Regions from separate parts of the Zea mays genome. Here regions 1 and 2 are each linked to region 3. Evidence: chromatin contacts called from public Hi-C data. All regions are on one chromosome and are shown on one strand. The core of a region is the stretch at or near the end of the contact, and the rest is flanking DNA. Distances in the headings are between cores, read along the strand shown.

Region 1 (2,700 bases), core at 119-2,618, 190 kb after region 3:
CTAAATGTAGATGTGCTCCTTCAAGCCATCACTTCATAGATGTAGAGAAGCTCGGTCAGATAAGGAGAATCAACAACTCCTAACTATACAAGAGCTTGATTTCAGTAAGTCCAATTGCTACACTAGCATAGCTAATATTCCAAATCAAACTACAATGCTTTTCTGCAGTGGATTCATTAACCGAATAAGGTCAAAGATCAGCACAACAAACATAAAGTATAACAGCATTAGGTGCCCAACCAATGCAGCTGAAAATAACATAAGTAAAACTCACAGCCATGGATTATTCAACCACAACATACAAAATAAAGTATACACCCTACCATAGTAGGGCAACAGGATAGAACAGGCTAATTTCAAACATTAATAGAAGTGGACTAATCAGTTAAATTTCATCAACTACAGCTTTAGAGTCCATAGCGAAAGGTAGTATAGCCTAATGAAAAACTTAAACATAAGCAAATGGCAAATGAAGTTCTTGTGGATTCAAGACCAAATTCCCCGTTTGTTTAACAACAGCCTTACCACTTGTTGACAACTTGAGTTGCCACAGTTAGGTCCGCACAAGTGCACAACGTTCCAGTAGTAGCATACGCACATTTAGAACGAGAGATATGAAGCAAACCTTGGAATGCTGCCGTATGAAGGCAACGAGTAGAAGCAGCAAGAACGGCAATATCTGAACGCGCATTTAGAAAGAGAGATATGAAGCAAACCTTGAAGATGCTGCCGTATGAAGACGACGAGTAGAAGCAGCGAGAACGGCAATATCTGTTCGAACCACCGCGCAACGTGGTGCACGTCGTAGCGCTGGTACGCGCGGTCCCCGCCCCCGTTCCCCGACGTGCCGGCCCCGCCACCGTTTGCCTCCGCATCCGTAGCGCCTGCACCCCTGCCCGCAGCGGAGGCCTGGTCAACCTCAGAGCCGGCGGTCGCCTCGATCAAATCCTCGGACGAGGTCCCCGCATCCGGCCCGCCCGTGGCCTCCGTGTCGCCTGGGCCGCCCTGAATCCGGATCGAAACCTCCCCGTCCCCAGCGGCGGCAGCGGAGAGAAGACCATCGACCTCCGACGCCGACAACGGCGACGAGGGCCCCGCGGACGGGTGGTGCGCCGCCAGGGCAGGGCCGGACTGGACTACGCCGGAGTACTCAAGGAGGGCCGCGATGGGGGCCTGGAGGAGGCTGGAGGCGGAGAAATTGAGGCCATATCGGCGGAGGCCGGAGGGCCCGACGCCAGCGCCCTGACTGGGCCCCCAGCGATCGGGGCTCACGGGGGGTGGGTCCATCGCCGGCGCCGGCGAAACCCTATATGCCGGCGTCGCACGCGAAGCGGGCCTGACGACGCGGAGTCCTCTGGAATGAGAGGGAGATCCCGTTGGCTTTGCTTTGGTTGGTCTTCTTCGCCTTCGCCTTTTGGTTTGGTTCGGCGTCTGCCTTCACCGTATCACCATTCACCCTCCGGCCAAGTTGGTTGGGTTCATCCGCACGAGTAATATTCCACGCAGGTTCATCTGGAGTTTTTAAATTAGAGAAAATCATCTCCACCTAGATAGACACACTCAACGAAAGGAAAATTCTCTTTCTCAATCTCCAACAATAGTCTTCTTCTAACAGGGAAACAGGGGTTTGCAGCCATCAAGCTAGACATGAAAAGCCTATGATAGGGCTGAGTCGACTTTCTTAAGGCCCTGTTCGTTTCACCTGGATCAGCTCATTCACTGCAGAATAAATTAGGCCGGTTTAGAGTTTGGTGTTTATGTGACCCATTGAAGTTGTTCATTTTGGCCCAAACTAAAATCAAAACTGACTCTGTTTAGATTTTTCGCTCACTCCATGATCCGGTACCAATCCCTGTCTCATCCCCTCCGGATTGCATCCCCGACATGACACCCGACGCGAGACGGGCTAAGCAGGGCAAGGCGTTGCGCAGGTGAAGAAGTGGTCGCGTGAAGCGGCAGCGGCGCGCAGCCCCGACGACGACGCTCCCCGCTGCCTTCCCACAGGTAAGGTGATGCTCTCTCTTCCCCTCTCTCATCCTCGCGTGTTCTTGATGTTGTTGAGCACCACGACAATGGCGTCGATGGGGATTCATGGATGACGGGGATGCAGGTGCGTCCCTAGAGCTCCTAGTCCCCATCGCCCCGTTCTTGTGTTCTTATGTACGTGCCCTTAGTGTTGTCCATTTCTTCAGCTTCTGGAATAGGGTTTTGTCCATATCTGCTTCAGTTTCTGAAAACACTCATACTAGGTTTCTGTATTCTATCCATTTCTTCAGTTTCTGAAATGGCGTTTACAAAACAATTAATTGTTAGTATACATACATTTCAGATTCTCAAGGAATGGGTGAGAGCACCTAGAGGGGGTGAATAGATGATCATGCAAATATTGCTCAAAACAACACAAACTTGGTCTAAAATATGAGTTAGAGTAAATCAAAACCAAGTTTGGATGAGAAGATGAGAGGAAGGAAGACTCTTCACTTGATTGCTCACTTGAGATGTGTATTAAACTAGGAGCAATAAATAAATGAAAGTTTATACTCAAAGGAAGATAGAAATCGTAGAAAAGTAAATGGACAAGAGCGACATCGATTTTTTTCTGTGGTTCGACCAAAGCCTACTCTACGTTGTGGTGACCTCCTTTAGTCAAGGGTTGGACTCAACCCCTCTCAAGTGATCCAAAGATCAAACTTGAGTGTC
Region 2 (2,700 bases), core at 92-2,591, 130 kb after region 3:
AGAAAAGAAAAGCAAAACACTGTGGTATTCAAGTTGATCATTGGATCACTTGAGAGGAGTTGAGTGCAACTCTCGTCCGTTGGGACGCCACAACGTGGAGTAGGCAAGCGTTGGTCTTGGCCGAACCACGGGATAAACCACTGTGTCATCTCTGTGTTGAACTCTTTGTGGTTATCGTATTGTGCAAGATCTTCTCTCTAGCCACTTGGTGATTATTGTGCTAACACTTAACCAAGTTTTGTGGCTTAAGTTTTAAGTTTTACAGGATCACCTATTCACCCCCCTCTAGGTGCTCTCACTATGAATGAATGAATTTTATGTGATTTTTGTGAGAAAATAAATTAAAAACATTTATTGGTAGTAGCTAAAATCATTTATTTCCGTTGGCCAAGTATGTGGCTGTCGAAAGTTAACCATCTAAAATAACTTTCATCGGCAGAGCATTCAACAGACAGAAGTTAGCAAAGTTCCTTTATGCCCCGTTTGGATCATTGGAATTGAATTCCATACTAATAATAGTAATTTAGACATATATCAATTAAGCTAATTCAATTTTATGCGGAGATATTTATGTGCTTTATTTTTACTATAGAGGAGTGAGACGAAGAGTGTCACATAAGTTATAAAGTAGAAACAAATTCTACTAATGCATAAAATGATTTCTCATCCTCCACCCCATAAATTTAAGATAGACTTATATCTGAACTTTGGAAAGTGGTGGAATGTCAAATTTCTATAAAATGAATGGATCCAAACGCCCCGTTAGTTTTTTCTGATTGATGGAAATTAGTGCGATCGGAGGTAATTTTTGTCGATTGTTTATAGCCAACAAAAATTAGCTAACATCCGTCGATTGACCCATAAAAGTTAATAATTTCTGTACGGATGTCGTCAGCCGAGAATTGATGGAAGTTAGTTTAAGCCAACCAAAATTAGCACGACAGGAGTCAGGAGTTGTGATCAGTCGTATATTAGAGCATGACAAATAATACTCACTCGGTTTCAAAATAGTAGTTGTTTTAGCTCTTAATTTTTTATCTATATTCAAATAAATTTAGACATAAATATAAAACATATACAATAAGTATGGTAGGAATCTAATAAATTTTTAAAACAAATTTTATTTTAGGATAAATGGAGTATAATATATTGCTATAATGAATGGGCAGGAGAGGAGATAGCTCTTGCATTGCATGTCTGACATTAGCGGAGGGATCGGTTGCTATTTGTGACTGTCCCCGTCTTTAACTCCCCACCATTATATCTACGACGCAACCTCCTTCAATTTCGGTTTCCAACACAACGATGGAGTGAAGGCATGAAGACCCGAAACTGAAACCAAAAATAAACTGCAGGCAGAGGGGGAAGGAGAGCGGCAGGAGGGTCATTAAATAAATCTACTTTTCTGTTGTAAGTGGTCTTGATCTTGATCGTAGAAAATAGGTTATTCATTCGTCCTTCTATTATCTTTGCCTTTGTCTTCTTTCCTAAGATTTCACTACTTCTGCGGGGTGTCACAGTCTTAAGATCATGGTGTTTTTATGTCTCAAACATGGTCGCAATTGTGACATTAGGTAGATGGGAGATTTTTGACTGAGTTTTCGTGTTTTGTGAGCGAAGTCAGGGTAGGAAATGATGTCCGAGAGTGAAGAGCATGGCTCGCTCCTAGACAAGATCAACGACAAGATCAACGAGAAGATCCATGAGTACAAGCACTCGTCGTCGTCGTCCTCCTCTTCGGACTCAGATGATGACAAGAAGCCCAAGAAGTCTAAGAAGAAGAAGCTTTTTGGAAGAAAACACCCATTGCATCATGTCCTCGGAGGAGGCAAAGGTATGTACAAATAGGTTAAGATGGGAGAAATTTGTGACTTTTTGTTCTCATCTGTCTTCTTTACAGGAAAAAAAGGGAACGTTTGATTTCTGAAACATGGATTTACACAATAAACCATATATTGTTTGTGTAATTTGTGAGCTTTTTTTTTGTTCTTTAAACTTTTGACAATCTATACGGTGTGCAACATCCACTGATGACAATGGCATCTAATTTTCCTTTTGATTCAGCCGCCGACCTTGTGCTGTGGAGGAACAAACAGGCATCTGGGAGCATATTGGTAGGGGTGACCGTGATCTGGTTACTGTTCGAGGGCATCGGCTACCACCTCCTTACCTTCCTCTGCCACGCACTAATTGTGTTTCTCACTATCTGGTTCATCTGGTCCAATGCTGCGTCCTTTGTCAACAGGTCATCCTTATGTTCCTCCTAGAGTTCGTAGCCATTTAATTCGATCCTTGATCTTATTTTGGAAAAAAAATCTACTCCCTCTCCATTCCAAAATATAGTTCTTTTTAGGCCTCTTTTTTCTTGCTTTTTTATTCGTTGAAGAGTCCCTAATATTGCCAGATGTGAGTATTTTAAATCTTAATTTGAGCAAGATTCTTTGTTATCCCAAATGCAAAGAATTGCCTAATAATTGTTTACCTATAGAGAACATATGTTATGTTGGAGATGATATGATGTCTCCAGGTTTTTTCAGGTCACCTCCAAAGTTCCCAGAGGTCATTCTATCTGAAGTCCAGTGCATGAAGGTAGCTCATGTTGCAAGGAAAGAAATCAACGAGGCTTTCTATACATTGCGCAATGTTGCTTCTGGAAAAGATTTGAAAACATATCTGATGGTAATTAACCTGACTTCTACC
Region 3 (2,700 bases), core at 143-2,642:
GATGTGGAAAAGAATCACACACTTGACAAATAGACGCCTAAGTGGTATGTGGCATCTCAAACCCTTGGTGTTTGCACACATTTCAATAAGACACTTTGACGATGTTGGTACACACAGGAATAGTTTGCAATTTCCTGACAAACTATGCTGTGTTATATGATATGCACTTATGAAGTAAGGTTTTTGGCTATGACTCAAATAGAAAATATTATTTTAACAAATAACTAACAGTAAATTTCGCATGCCTACAGGTGATTGACCACAGTATGAGAACTTTAAAGATTAAAAATCCATTATCAGAAAGCTGCAGATTGATGGAACAATTTATAGTTGAAGATAGTTTGGTCAATTGAACCGTATGTTTTAAATATTTATTCAGTGGCTTATACCAAAAAAGTAGGGGTTGCTTTTGAAAAGCCACCCAATGTGAAAGGAGCTTAAATGACACTTGTGAAGCCTTTGAGTCTTTGGCCCACAGCACAAGGTTAGAAATGGTGCACCTTTTCTTTCTAAGACCAAGACCAAGAATTTTGCAGTCGTTTCCACCCTACCTAGTTTCCACCTGCGCAGATACATCTAATCGAAATGACCAGGCAACCTCCCAGCAGCCGGATCAAGCTGGGCCCACGCACCCAAAAGCATCAGCAAATAGTCAAATACAGCGCAGATTTAAACCGGGATATCCAATAAGCAATTTGTCAATTCTCAAGTGTGCAAGTTGCATCATGAATAGAGTACACCAAACCAAAAGTGAAGGACGCCAGTGTGGAGTAACCGAGTAAGGTCCTTACATATCCTTATTCTCCATGCGCTCCGGGTAAACAGGAGCCACCGCGTACCGACCGAGAAGCTCGAGGTAGAGCATGTACGCCTCCGGCTGCTCCCGCCGGTTCGGCACCACCCTGCATAGCAACAGTATAGGCAACTTAGCATCTGAAAGCAAAACAGGGCCGAAACCCAATTGATCAAGGAGACAACGCGCAAAGGAGAAGGGAAGGTCGAATCGCTCAAGCACCTCGGGGTAAGGAGGGCGAGCGTGTGGAGAGGGTCCACCAGGCGGGACAACATGGCCTGGTCCAGCAGCTTCCACATGGCGGCTGTGTTGTGCGCGAAGCACAGGTTCGCCACCAACGCCTGCGAGAGCGCGAGGCCGCCCGGAGTGAAGGCGGGGGCCTCGCGGATGCAGCGCGCGGCCTCGGCGGCCTGGAGGAGCGGCGGGTCCCCGCGCTCAGCGGAGGCCTTCACCGCCGCCATCACCCGCCGCTCCAGCTCCGCGACGGCAGCCATCGGCCCGCCCGCGTGGGAGCTGGTTTTGGGGACCTCTGTTGTGCTGATTGCGCGGGGTATTTGGGTTGGCATCGAAGGACAGGAGAGGCTGCTGCTGGTCGACTGTATTTAAACCCCTCGAAATTGTGATGTGTTTCTTTGAAGCGAAAAGCTTTGACCAGCAAACGATCCTGACGAAAAACTATCGCGTGCTTTGACTTGAACAAAATAATAATTTTTAATGATTATTTAAGAAATACATTTTAATACATAATTTTATTAATGTTTCAAACATCTCTAAAAATATCTTAAATCAGTTCTCTATCTTAAAATATAGTGTTTAACTCAACTGATAGTGTCTTATTTTATAAACTTTTATAAAAAAAATAGATAGACCATGCAGTGACCTAAATATTTAATACACTCTGAATTAGTGTTATATTCTTATTTTCTTTATTATCATCAACCTTTTTATAATAATATATTTTATTTTCTAAAAATACATGAAGTTGTTGGAGCTTAGTTTATTTTTATGATGTCTACATTAGTTTACTCATCTTTTCTTTCATCTAGTCATTTCTAGACTGTCTTTAGCATCTTAGAGCAGCTCCAATAATTATATGAAATTTGACTCTTTAAACAAGTACGAATTAGGGCATATACAGTGGAGAGACACCAAAACAGTTCTCCAAGCATAGGAGACAACTAAGAGACTCTATTGTACAATGGAGTGTCTATAAACGTAGTCTATTAATAAATACAAAATTAAATATATTTATACAGCATCAAATCGATAGAACAGACGACAGATTCGTACAGTGAGAAGTGAGACGTCTGTTGCTACTTGGTTTACGAGCCAGAGACGTCTCTTCACGGAGAGACGGCTCTAAGTTTTTTTTTGCAAATAACCTCCTTAAACACCTCAAGAGCCTCCACATTAAATACCACTATACATGCCCTTAAAAAACCAAACTACGTGCTAGTCTTGTCAGATCTTGGTTGACCGCGGAGCTCCGACGACGTGCTTGCAATTGCAATAACATTCAACTTTTGCTTCCCCAACGTCGTTCTAGTCTTGTCAGATCATGTTCGCTTCCGTGTGACCATTGACTCCAACAGTTCTAGTAAACCGTCATATATGATGTATCTTATATTTATTGAATATTCTTCTATTTTACAGTGGTGTCAAACGTTCTGTAAATTTAAAGAACTCTCCTTCATTCTTTATATATAAAGATTTTATCTTTTCTTCTTTTATCATTTTATCGTTCATTTTTTTTCAAAAACTTTAAATACTCGTCTTATTAAAAAAACTGTGAGTTATTATTTATTTTGTTGTGATTTATTTTATCACTCAAGATCATTTGAGTGTGACTTTAATTTTTTATTTTAAATAATTTTTTTGAATAAAACAAGTGATTAAACTTTTGAAAA

Evidence for each region. Hi-C and Micro-C count contacts between places; a contact is called where the count stands out from the background.
Region 1: a Hi-C map of leaf shows a contact between it and region 3, with 1.9 times the contacts expected there. The contact joins the promoter of LOC100283780 here to the promoter of LOC100275342 in region 3. A contact is called at or near these places in 5 of 25 Hi-C or Micro-C datasets (ear, leaf, leaf mesophyll and 1 more).
Region 2: a Hi-C map of ear shows a contact between it and region 3, with 2.6 times the contacts expected there. The contact joins the promoter of LOC100282693 here to the promoter of LOC100275342 in region 3. A contact is called at or near these places in 9 of 25 Hi-C or Micro-C datasets (bundle sheath, ear, endosperm and 4 more).

The regions. Positions count from the first base shown.
Region 1 is chr6:146,421,494-146,424,193 of Zm-B73-REFERENCE-NAM-5.0, reverse strand. LOC100283780 reads right to left here and starts at 1,368. Exons shown (of 8, transcript NM_001156679.1): 1 at 717-1,368. The coding sequence starts at 1,287.
Region 2 is chr6:146,487,911-146,490,610 of Zm-B73-REFERENCE-NAM-5.0, reverse strand. LOC100282693 reads left to right here and starts at 1,341. Exons shown (of 6, transcript NM_001364327.1): 1 at 1,341-1,410; 2 at 1,621-1,834; 3 at 2,065-2,245; 4 at 2,538-2,679. The coding sequence starts at 1,633.
Region 3 is chr6:146,616,432-146,619,131 of Zm-B73-REFERENCE-NAM-5.0, reverse strand. LOC100275342 (mediator of RNA polymerase II transcription subunit 33A) reads right to left here and starts at 1,392. Exons shown (of 12, transcript XM_034059373.2): 1 at 1,016-1,392; 2 at 792-902. The coding sequence starts at 1,359.